Linked DNA regions of Drosophila melanogaster: region 2 is linked to region 1. A link is a contact called in public Hi-C data. All regions are on one chromosome and are shown on one strand. The core of a region is the stretch at or near the end of the contact, and the rest is flanking DNA. Distances in the headings are between cores, read along the strand shown. Region 1 holds the start of cta (concertina). Region 2 holds the start of Spf45 (Spf45,).

The links. Hi-C and Micro-C count contacts between places; a contact is called where the count stands out from the background.
Region 2: a Hi-C map of the S2 cell line shows a contact between it and region 1, with 5 times the contacts expected there. A contact is called at or near these places in 7 of 107 Hi-C or Micro-C datasets (the Kc167 cell line, the ML-DmBG3-c2 cell line, the S2 cell line and 2 more) and 1 of 7 datasets of targeted methods (the Kc167 cell line).

The regions. Positions count from the first base shown.
Region 1 is chr2L:22,979,345-22,985,734 of dm6, reverse strand. It overlaps cta (concertina), which reads right to left and starts at 3,919. Exons shown (of 6, transcript NM_001273767.1): 1 at 3,142-3,919. The coding sequence starts at 3,537.
Region 2 is chr2L:23,065,976-23,072,365 of dm6, reverse strand. Spf45 (Spf45,) reads left to right here and starts at 3,980. Exons shown (of 3, transcript NM_001042961.3): 1 at 3,980-4,166; 2 at 4,222-5,221; 3 at 5,283-5,492. The coding sequence starts at 4,050. The coding sequence ends at 5,377. lncRNA:CR43242 (long non-coding RNA:CR43242) reads right to left here and starts at 3,361. Exons shown (of 2, transcript NR_048041.1): 1 at 3,105-3,361; 2 at 1,642-2,474.

The DNA of each region.
Region 1 (6,390 bases), core at 2,670-5,169:
GGCAATAACCTTGTCTTTAACGCGGCAGATCGCATGTCCATGTCGAATACATTGCAATTCCCACGAGTCCTCCGCCAAAATTCGAAAAAAAAGTGGTGAAAAGCAGTTGAAATCGTTAATTCAAAGGGTGATTAAGAAAGCTTATCATTTAAAACACGAAAAACTGCAAAAAAAAAAAACAACTCTTAATAAGTTGCGAAAAAAGCACGCCTGAGTTTTGCTCGAGCTCACATGACCTGGTCTAAGGAGTGGCATTATGTCGAATTTTCGGACGAGATGAAATTTAATTTGGAGGAACCAGACGGCAATTGTCATTACTATCATGATTTGCGTAAAGAGGAGCACATTTTGGATCTTATTCACAGTCGGGTTGAAGGTGTCATGGTATGGGGCGCAGTATCCTATTATGTCCCCTGTGATTGGAAGTTTTTAACACCAAAAATAAACACGAAAGATTATAAGTGTGTATTAAAAACTGCATTTCCCTACTTTAAGAACGTTTTTGGAAATCTAGAATGGCATTTTCAGCACGACAATGTCCACACGTTCGGTAAAAACATGGATTCGAAGCGATAATGTAAAAGTTATGGAATGGCCACTATACTCCCAGGACCTTAATACAATAGAAAACGTGTGGGGATGGTTGGCTGGGAAGGTATACGAGGGTGGTAAGCAATATGTCACTCAAGAGAAATCGATCACCGGAAAAAAGTTCGGTTGGTCTACGATTACTTTGGATTACCTAGAAAAAATATATGATTCACTTCCCAGACGAATGTGTGAAGTCCTTGAAAACAAAGGAGAAGCAACTAATTATTAGTTTTCTTTAAAAATATTAGATTTTAAACATTTAAGTGATAATCATCTAACTTTTTTCGAAATTAATAAAAAAAAACCTAAATTGTCATAGGGGCGCTATCCTGATGTTTTTTTTCTGGTGTTTTTGTTTTTCTTTTTTATTTCAACAAAAATCTATAAACAACAAACTGCATCCCATATAAACTTTTCATTTATGAAATTTTACAACTTTTAAGGGAAAAAATTTCAAAAACTTTCGCTTAAGCAGTTTTCTAAATGTCTCACATCAAAGATTTTTACTCAAGGTGCGCTAACCTGGTGAGGCGCAGTGTACATATGTATATTATTCATCAATATGAACAAGCGAATCGAAATATTCATGCTTGTCCGACCGTTTCTAATCAAACTAGCCTCTTGTCCAAACCTCTTCTTTCCATTGCACGAAATATAAGAGATGGAGCAAGATTTATATTGTTAATTTGTTTTATGAATGGATTAACAAAATATATGTGCAAAAGTTTGTGTTATGCTCATAACCGAATTATCGGTCTAAAACCTTGTTCGTTTCCGAGAAAAATCGACTAACACGTCAAAGTAGAAAATTAGACCTGGTTGGGGCCGGTGAAGAAATTCCATGAAATATCTTCAATTGTTTTTTCAAAAACAAGACATTTAAAAACATTCCCTGACTCACCCAAAGTAAACTCCTTACCCTTTCTGTGAACAAGAAACTATTACCCTTGAACAAGTCATTGAAAAAAACTCTGCATGCTTATAAAAAACAAAATGTTGTTCTTGAATGGAGATTTATTTTAAAAAATGCCTATAACAATTAAGTCCGTTTTGCAAAAGTATTTGATAGACTGTGCCTGGCAAAAATTTTGTAATGTGGACCATTATAATGTTTTTTAAATGATGATGCAGCGCGGGCCGGGCTTTATTTCAAGGCCCGCGGGCCTTTGCCAAAAAAATTGGGTTCGGGCCTCAAATTCGTCTTTCGTGCCCTAAGAAAAAAGCCCGCAGGCAGAACCGAAAGTTAAACTTGTTTGTCACAATCTAACAGGCGAGAACATCCTCAATAACGTTAAGGAAATTATGGAAGAATACAGTTTGGATTCTAATATCGATAAATCTATTTTGTTTGTGATCGGAGAAAGTATTAAAGATGTGCGCCAGTGAAATGCTCGATTCTGAAACCATAATTCAGCTGAAAAATAATACGTTAAATTCTTTACATAAAAGATGTGCACCATAAACGGCACATTATGTTGGACTCTTCTTAAATTCTCCCGTTAAGGAAATGTGTTGCTTATCGCCAAAAGTTAAGGAGAATGTAATTGTAACTGTCAAAGCAATGCTTTCAGAAATGCAAAGTGATGAGGAGTTTTATAGGATTAAGAACTGCAAGCCCAGATAAAAAGGGGTTAGGACTGTTTGCAGAATTTCAGGATTAAAAATTTTTCAAAAAAACTTAGTTACAACTAAATTCTTATGATATTGAAATAGAAAAATATTTAAATGGCTGTGCAGCTACTTCAGACCAAAATGTGTTAGAATTTTGGAAATGTAGTGAACTCAAGTTATTGAATTGCCATTCCGGCAAGCTCAGCGAATAGCAAAAGATTATTTTCTACCTCTGGAATTGTATTAAATGAGCGATGTACACGTTTAAAATGTTCTAATTTAAAAAAAAAAATATTTTTAAATAAAAACTTGTCATAAATTATGTTTAAAACACCAAAACTGTACTAAATATTAAGTTTTTTGCAATCAACTTTGTTTACAAAATATAAGAAATATAAATATAAGAAAACCGACATACTTTAAATTAAAAAAAATTGCATTGTTTTTATTTTTTAATTTGTTCGTGTTTAGCTTGGGCAGGGCCCCGGGCTTTTTTTGGGACTAGGTTTCGTGCTCGAGACGGGACGGGCCTCAAGAAGTAGGAAGTCTTCCATTACCTAAGTAGCGTGTATCTTATACTTGCGGAGCTCACAACTATAGGATTTCTCTTGTTTTTATATTTTTCGGTTACAAATATATAGCGCTTGTTGTATGTATGTATGTATGTATGTACATATATACTACTCGACCGACTTGCCTAGTCCTGTTAATTAAGAACACATACGTATAATTCTAGAATTGTTAGCAAAAAAACGTAACTTTTTAAATTAAATATATGCTTATAACATTGTACAGAAATTACATTTTAAACACATTATAATTTTTCCGCCATTGTACATAGACTTTAATTTGTCGAATATCTCCTTTACTTCGTTGTTAACATTTAAATAAAATAACCAACAGCAAGGGTTAGAAATCGATATCCCTAAATCACCTTACCTGACGTCGAAAGGTGTGTTTTTCTTTTTCCAGGAACTTATCAATCTCTTTGGACTTGTAGCGCTGCTCCAGTTCCTCAGGGGTACTACGCAGCCTTACTAGATATGTGATAATATTTCCGCAACATCGAAAGCAAGCAAAGCGCGAGGTCTGAAGCCGACTGCCCTGAAGTCGCAGTCGCTCTGCTCCATTCGATATTAGGCCGTCTGTAGACGTGGTCGCTGCTTCTGGTCCAGTTACCGCTCCCACCCGCGTGCGATGCTCTTCCATAAGATGAGTCAGAGTACCACTAAGCGTGTCACTATCTATGTTGTTTTCGACGCCGTTCGTGATGACATTGTTGTTTGGAATGGAAATTCGTTCTTGAGTTAATTTGGTCAATGTAATGCCAGACATCGCTGGCAAGCCAACGCCTGATGCTCGCACTTTCTATATACACACACGAACACCAATACGTCAAACACTCCCCACACTAACAGCAGATGCTCATCGTCTTGCTTTCGCTTTAATTTATAAACAAACACTTTTTGAATTCTGCATATTCTAATTGTAGGCCTCATATTAGATTAAAAGGCGATGTTGCCATCTGAAAGCCATAACCATTATTTCTACATGGCATCAGACTTAAACGCAACACAAATTCCGGAATAAAGTTCACACCAATAAGACACTGAACGTGATCGTTATTAGGTTATGACACTCTCAGCCATTACATTTACGTTTCTTTAGGAATATAATTGTAATTATATATGGAGCAAACAACAGCGGTGATAATAATTTTTGCCTGTATATAAAACATAAACATTCGTGTCAACTTTGTTATACCATGTTCCCACAGATCAGTTTTTCGGTGAAATTGGTTCCATATGTGAACCAATTTGACAATATTATAAGCAACAGGTCCAGCTCTTTAGTGTAAAGAATTATTAAAAACAAATTATTATATCGGGTTTACCAGGAATGTAATTTATAATTTAATTTTAAATTTTAAAGCATATAAGATAAAAAGAAAATGAGAAGAAAATATTATTCTTTAATTGGGAACAAAACAAATCAGTTACAATAACATTAATAAAAAAATTGGTTGTAGAATATTTCTTTAAAATTAAAACTTTATTTTAATGAAGTGACTTTTGGAGAGGGCACGTTCCCTTATAGGATGACCTGTATGGGATGAAAATTAAAAAAAAAAAAACATTTTTAACTTTTGCTATGGATACAGTAGCATTGATTGGTTTAATTCGCATTCTGTTTTATTTCGATATTAGGTTGATCCAATACACTAAAGCTAGGTAAGATTCAAAAAATATTTTTATATCTTAATCTTAATATCATGGCCATTAGCTTACATAGAGAAATAAATAAATAAATATTTATTCCGTTTTGCGTGCTCGCCACCTGTGTTTAAGATTTTTGGAATTCGTTTAGATTCTTTGTAAGGCTGTCAACTAATTAAAGCTAAGCTTAATATTGTTTAAGAGAGCTGGGCAGAAGGCTTTATTTCGGAAGCGGTGATCAGACTTGATGACAGCGTACTGTACTTTGCATCCGTCTTATAGCCCGGGGTGCAGCATGGCCGCCCTGGACGGCGGAACTACCAGGGTTCGAATAAACAATGTCACATCGAATTCAAACATTTTACACAATGTAATTCCGCAAGGTTCGCCAATTTCTGCGGTTTTATTTATGATTGCAATTGAAGAAATAAATAACATTGTAACTCGGCAAAAATATATTTACATCTCACTTTACAAAAATAAAAAATATTCATACAGTCAGCACAAAATTTTTAGAAATATTGCACGAAAATACCTCTCTGCCATTGAAAAATGCCAACTATTATAATTTGACGGAAAAAACGTTGTAATCTCTCCGCACAATAAATGATGTAAACTTTTTAAAAAATTTGGGGATGACCTTCGACTGCAAACTACTTTTCAAACAGCACTGTCAGATTCAAAGAAAACAACTGGAAACTAGATTTCACATTATTAAATTTCTATCATCTAAATATTCGTACATATAACTAAGACTCTCATAGATATTACGATTACGCACGCATTAATGCTATTTAAAATTGACTACCGTCTTCCAATCTGCGGCAGGCTAAGTGTTGGCGACAATACAAGGACAAAAGCAGGCTAAGTGTTGGCGACAAAAACAAGGGCAAAGGCAATGCTGTTGAGATTGGAGTGTGAAATTTGCTTATCAAATGGGCAGAGTTTATATTATGGGTTGGATAACTTGGCGGAATTCCGCGTAGAAGAAACTACATTGATGCTAATCTCGAAGCTGTACACCACGTCCAACTGCCTGCTAACCCATGACTTCGGAGCCATTTTCAAGCAAAAGCTGAATTTTTAATGCATATCCACTCTAACACGTTGCGCTGACTACATCAAGCAACTTGACCTCACCCTGCCTATGCACATTGGGGTTTCAAACAGCCTTCAGATCTACAAAGCTGAAAAAAAAGAAAGAAAAAGAAAAACTGAATTAATACCAATGGTTCTAAAGTCAACGACTCAACCACTTTTGTGGTCACCTTACTCTGGGTTCCCAATCATCAAGGAATCCACGGACTCGCTGACAACTGACAAACTCGCTGACAAAGCCGCCCAAGAGATGAGACTTACACCATCAGCCCTTTTGACTCTGCTTAGCTGCAAGGATATCCAAAGCTATACCTCAAAGAAAAGAGAACTCTCCGAATGGGCACTCTTAATGCACAGTTACCAGATTATTAAGCCAAATTGGATCATGTTCAAGCCACTACCGAACGTACAAGTTATTGCCCTACAGTTTGAGCAAAGACACTAGAATAACAAGATGCGTAACGGCCATACATTGGTTTGGCACTATGCAGCCACTTTTTTGGTGACGGCCAAAATTGCTCTCTTTCCGCTCGCTCACGCTGAGAACGTAAGAAATCTAAAAATAGAATTTGCTTGCTTGTGTGAGTAAAAACAAGAGACGGGAACGCGTATATGTGTGCGTGTTGTGCTAGAAGACGATTTTCGGGCCGAAATCAATTCTGATCGAAGAAATGAATTTACATTGTACATATTAGGGTAGTTTTTTTTTTTTGCCAATTTCGTAGCAATATGATAAAATAAAATAATTTTTAAAAATTTGCGCCCTGACAATTATAATTTTAAAGCTTTTTAAATTTGTTTGTTAAAATCGCCGCTCGAATTAGCTACCGTTTACACATTTATATTTATGTTTAATTCTAATTTGTCTCTCATC
Region 2 (6,390 bases), core at 2,731-5,230, 87 kb before region 1:
TGCAATGGAAAATACAGACCATAAGATGAAATGGAGGCATACAGGGGGCGTTTATCTGATGACGCACAGTGTGTAGCAACCCGAATTTTACAAATTTTGTCCATGGGTTTTTGCGGCGAAAACTAATTTCACTTTTTCAAGTTGTTCGGCTCACTACACGTTCTTCTGCTGCTGGGCTTGCCACATTTATAAAAATGACAGCTGATTGTACGACCGCGTGACAGCTGGGCAGGGGAGCTCAACAAAGAATAAATTACACTGTCTTTTTTTTATTGAAATTGTTTAGGTTTCACTATGATTTCACTTATAGTGACTTGGGGGTCACTGTTTATTGTATGTGCCAGAATTCTGGACTTCTCTATGGGCTTTTGCGGTAAAAACTAATTTAACTTTTTCGCGTTGTTTTGCTTGGTGTCAGTAGTGTGACCAGACTTCGGAGCATGCATGAATAATTTTAATACAAATACGAAATAGGAACATTTTAGGGGCATTTTTTTTATATGAATGGAGATGAACCACCAAATTTCTAACACTCTATAAAAATTCAATTCGTTAACACGATAGAAAATAAAAAAATAAATTTAATATGACTTTAATACTGACTTCAGATTGCGAAATACAACTCACAAAACAATACCTGTGATCGATCCCAAAGCAACTTGAATTTGTTTCTTATTAACTATTGTAAGGTAGCTGGTCGTGCTAAAAGTAGGCACGTTAATTGGAAGTTCTAGAGAATGGGAATAATTGTAATTGAGCCCATCAATTCCTTCAATGAGCCCTTCAATCAACTCCACAAATCGCTTCCAAGCCTTGTTCAACGAATGACGCCCATATTCATGTCTCAAGGAAAACAATACGTAACAAACAGTCGGCCAGTGTTAACCAATCTGACCAATCTGTAACATCCCCCATTGAGTTTCAATGGAGGACATCATCGCATGCCTACAGAATACGCCATAGCGTTGTACGTGTATATACTCGACGCAATAAGTCGAACTCACTCCTTGTTAATATGAGGTTTATTGATCTCAAAAAAGGTAAATAACTAGTTTGTCAAGAAAATTCTTATTGTCTGCAAGTCCAGTATTTTTCTGCCCTATCGATCGACCGCCATTATTGCGGCGCCCCTTCCCTATTTTATGCACTGTTTTGATGCCAACAGCCGATTTGCTTTGTTTACATCGATAGCAGCTTTATGGTGGCATCCTTGCTCCTGATGCTGGGAACCATCGCTTTGCATCCCTGCCTTTTCCACGCTGTCAGTCGGCTTCAGTCCTCTTGAGTTCTTGCTCCTATTATCCAGGTGCATACCCTACTTGGGGCCGGCGCTGATTTTCCAGGCTCGAACTCTTTTTCCTGCGCGAGTGTACCTGCTCGAACTCCTTCTTCTGTTCGCGAGTTGAAGATTACGATCCCCGTTTCGTCTTTCCCCTTCCCCTATTAGAATTCGTCTCCGACATGAATTGGTCTCCTCCATGCTGGCTGCTTGATCAAAACAATGACGGTTGGGCGCCAAAAGTAACAAGCTGTTTAGTTCTACTCGCTACGAATTGCAGCGGCGAGCTCAGAGAGTTTTTGTGTTCGTCCCATCAAATTTTTGATTTGTGTGAGTACCTGACCAAGGAGAAGACAGAGTTTCAGATTAAGGGCGCTTTATTGTAGTATTTCACGGCTGACTGCTGATCGCCGTCTGCTGCGCGGCGTTGCTCCTGCGACGCCTTGCCTTCATCTTCCTGTGTGTCCCTGACAACGGAACACGTGCAGGATCGAAAGGGATTAGGATGTCATGGGCCAGGGTATATCGTCAACTGGTTAAGGCAACACTCGGCCAGGGACTACCCTTACCGACCACTGACTCCACTGTCCCTTCTGACCAGGTTCTTGTGTTATCGTGCTCCGCGGATCTCTGCATTGCACCGTTCTTCACCTGGAGTGATTGTCCTTGTATGTCCGCTCACTGGCTAATTCCCTTCTACGTCCTGCGCGTTCTCACAGACCGTTACCTTGTCGACGGGTGCGCGTTTTTCACTGACGGGTTGACTGTTCGCGGCGTTACTCTTACTTTCTCACTGTTCGTTCCCACTCGCGAATCTCTTGTCGCCTTGTTGGTATAGGTGGTCGCGGGGATCGCGTTATTTTTTTGTGCACGGTCCGCTCAGGTACAAGGCCACGTTAGTTCAAGGTGCGTCCTCTTTGTGCTCGTCCAAAGTCCGCATTGTTACCGTTCGACCTTGGGCCTTGGCCGTCCAGAGCTCGAGTCAAAGGTCCAGCGCAATACCGTTAGTTCACGGTCTCTCCACTTTGTCGGGGTCCAAGGTCCATTATTTTCCGTTCGACCTGGCCGCCTGACAACTCTCACATTCCAGCCGTCTTCGCTGTTGCTAAGCAGCTTTCCTAAGTTGTATTTTTTGAGAGTTTTAAGACTCCTCACAGTATTCAGCTCGCGACGTATGAAATCCGCATGTCGTGCCCTAAAATTTAGCAACAAGTTGTATATTTATATTTATTATATAAATATTCATTTTTAACTATGTATGTATGTTTGTATAGTTTTTATGAAATACATTTTTTAAAATGTATATATATTTTTTAAATTTATTTTTTAAATTACAAAAGTTTTATCCACAATTTTAGATAAAATTCATTTGATTTATTAGTTGAAATAATAAACATAATTTTAATTCTGTTATGTTGCTCACAGTCTCATGTTGAAGTATGTCTCCAGTACCATTTTACAAATATTAATTATAAACAATAAAATATATTTATGTGAACGGTTGATAATAATTTAAATAACATTAAGAATAAAAACAATAATGGTCAAGGCATTAATTTTTAAATCATTTTTAAATATGTAACTTCGCTTCTTAGATCAATATTAATTTCGGTTCGAAAATCGTCTTCTACGCTCTCAATTTCACGCGAGGCGGAGTAAGAGCAATTTTGGCCGTCACAAACCTCTTGATATTCGAATGTCTTTGCTTAGACATCGGTAGTCCCCGTGCCGCATGTAATTGGCAATTCTGTATGATCTTGATCAACACTAATCTACAAATCTCTTTAAATGACACAATGAAAATGCTAAGATATGCAAAACTTACGAAAAGCACATTCCCCGCAGGAATCTTCCTTTACTTTCTCAGTCGATTTATTATGTCTTGGCAATCGAGTAACTACAGTTCAATCCACTATACATTAACTGTTGCACAATTTATCGCTACAAAAACCATTACAAAATCAAATGGTTCGGCTAAACAGACGACGCTCTTACTGGCTCTCTCAAGCATTATTTATCATAAAATTTTGAATTGTGAAAAATTGATGCTTGTTTTGCTTTTATTAGTTTTAAGAAGTTTAACTTGTGTTAACTATGGGAAATCTTTATACAAAGTTATTCGATTTAAGCCCCGCCCACACTCTCATGAATAGAAGTAGTAACATTTTCCTTGTTTCGTAGCGTTTAAAGGGGTTTGTTTCCTATATATTCGATGATAGTAGTATCTTATCGTGCATAGGTAATTAAATACCTTCTTTCAAGGTATTTATTTTGAAAGCAACGAAAACATTATGAAGTACGACTTGTTTTTAACAACTGTAAGCTCTTCTTAATTTTTTTCTTCAATATCGATAATATTTAGCGTGTAAGTCGTAAGCTCTACTAACTATGACTATGCCATAGATGCAAGGCAATCGTTGTGCAATAGTTTTTATTTTAGTAAAACAGTGAAATTAAAAACAGTTCGATGACCCATGTAGTTGACTTAAGTTTCAACATAAAATAGACGCATGCGTTTTTTTGTGTTAGAAAAATTTTAAAATAAATTTAAATAAATAAATAGATTTGTAAACTTTTTTCTATTGTAGCTTATCTGTTCTTGCCCGATAGGGCATCCTTTCTTGCAGTGATATGGCTCTGTGTGAATCGGACATTAAGTCGAACAGTTGATAGTCATTAAATCTATCGGGCCTTGAAAATAAATAAAAACATTGTTGAAGCTCGTTGTCATCAATATCTTAAGGTGGTGCTAGTATTGATATATTTGTTAATGGATTTGTATGACGGCATTGATACGAGGGCTCGATCTAGCCAGATTGATGGATGGTCTTCGGGAATAAAAATGTTACAGACCCAGCTGGCAGTAAAAATGGCTGTCAAAAAACCAGTGAGTATACAATCTGCCGATATAGATCATACAATTATTAATACACCCTATGTAGCTTATGACGCCAGTGGTTAATCTAAGGTCCAAACGCCTTGCAGATCCAGAAGTTACATGTTTTGCTCCAATTACTACAGTTGTATCCAAACCATTAATAAGTGGTAAAGCCCTTCCATCCATACTGGAAAGGATAAACAGGGGGGACTGGGACGTTGCCGATGAATACGATCCTCAAAGGCCAAATGAATATGAAAAACTTAAAGAGAAAAGTAATGGCAGTGACAAAAATCGAGCAGGCGTAAGTGATCGAGAAGACCGAGATGACAAAGAAAAAGATCGTAAACGTGGACGCGTCGGTCGTCGAGAATTTTATAGAGACGAAGTCTCAGCCCCTAACCTGAAGCTCAGCGGGTTTGGCCACCGGCAAAACGATGATGACATGTACTTGCCATCTCCGGGCCTTGTAGCTAAACAGGGAGGTGCCACAATCGCTCCCCCTCCTTCCCTCCAAGAAATGTCCATTGATAGTGGTTGTGAAGCCACTAATACTATGCCATATTCTGCCAGCTCGGTGGCCGCCAAAATTATGGCAAAATATGGGTTTAAGGATGGTCAAGGTCTCGGAAAATCGGAGCAGGGCATGGCCATAGCTCTTCAAGTAGAGAAAACCTCCAAACGTGGTGGACGGATCATACACGAAAAAGACGTTTTTCTGCCACCCCTAGCATTGTCGCCACCTTCTATTGGCTCCCAAATAGGAACAAGTCCCAGCCACAAGGCCATGCCTCCTCCCCAGATGGTAGACACGGCGGCTGAGAGTGGTGACATCGGATACAGCATTACGGAGATTATGAAATCACCAAGCAAGGTTGTTCTTCTACGCAACATGGTAGGACCCGGGGACGTTGACGAAGAATTGGAACCCGAGGTAAAAGACGAATGCAACACCAAGTACGGGGAAGTGAACAGTGTAATCATTCACGAATCGTTCGGAACTGTGCCAGAAGATGCAGTTAAAATATTCGTAGAGTTTAGGCGGATCGAAAGTGCAATTAAAGGTTTTTATACATATGTGAATACTTTGTTTGGTAAATAGTTAGCTTTTATTTTTCTTTGCAGCTGTAGTGGACCTTAATGGACGTTTTTTTGGAGGACGTCAAGTGCGAGCGGGGTTTTACAACTATGATAAGTTTAAATGTTTCCAATTACATTAGAACTAATACAACTAAGATTGCATTTATTTTTTTCTAAGTTATTGATAGCCTAAAAAATGTTTACCGCACAGAACTAGTCTTGTAAATTTCTATTAAAAACTACTTTCTATCAAACAAAAACATTTTGACCATATTTATGTATATTTTTATTGTTGGGGTCGCTTACACAGTTTAGGTAACAAAGTGGAATACCCCTGGCTTTAGACCTTATGCTATGTTGGTTGGACCAAAGACACTAGAATAACAAGATGCGTAACGCCATACGATTTTTTTGAAAACGATTTTTTCGGAGCTGTTTTTTTACAGCAAACAGCTCATACAGTGACAGCCGGCAACTGTATGTGTGCACACGTATGCTCATGCATTGTTAATTTGACAAAAAATGCCCTTCACTTTACAAGTTTCTAGACTTTAAATATTTATTATTTTTTATCAATTGTCTCCATTTACAAAATTCCTGTTTTGCATAGCCTTAACGTTGTTATTATTTAGCTTAGAAATAGTAATAGCCGAATCAATGCACAGTGCCGCTCAACTGAATAGGTTGACTATTTTTAAATCCGAAACAAATTTGTATGTATGAATAGCTCAGTTATTAATAGCTGTTAAATAGCAAAGTTTCTGATCTCTTAAATTTGTTTTTATATCATTTTTTTTTTCAAAAACAACAAAAAATCTTCAATTTTTTGGCTTAACTGAATAGGTTTTACGCTTTTGACTTTACTTTTTGTTTGACCGCGTGATTGTAAAAAGTTAAATTCTTTTGTATTCTAAAATATAAATTATCTTTTTTAATCTTTTTCTCAAATGGTCCGCGGAAAACCTTTATCCGATTTTGAAAAAGGTCAAATCAAAGGCTATATTGAATCTGGTTTAAAACACTGTGTAATAGCCAAGAAAATCGGTCGAAGTCAAAACGTTGTGAGTAATTTTCTTCGTAATGAAGCCGACTATGGAATTGGATTATTTTAATTGTGTTTATTAGTGAAAAGTAAGTGGGTATGTGGGATACG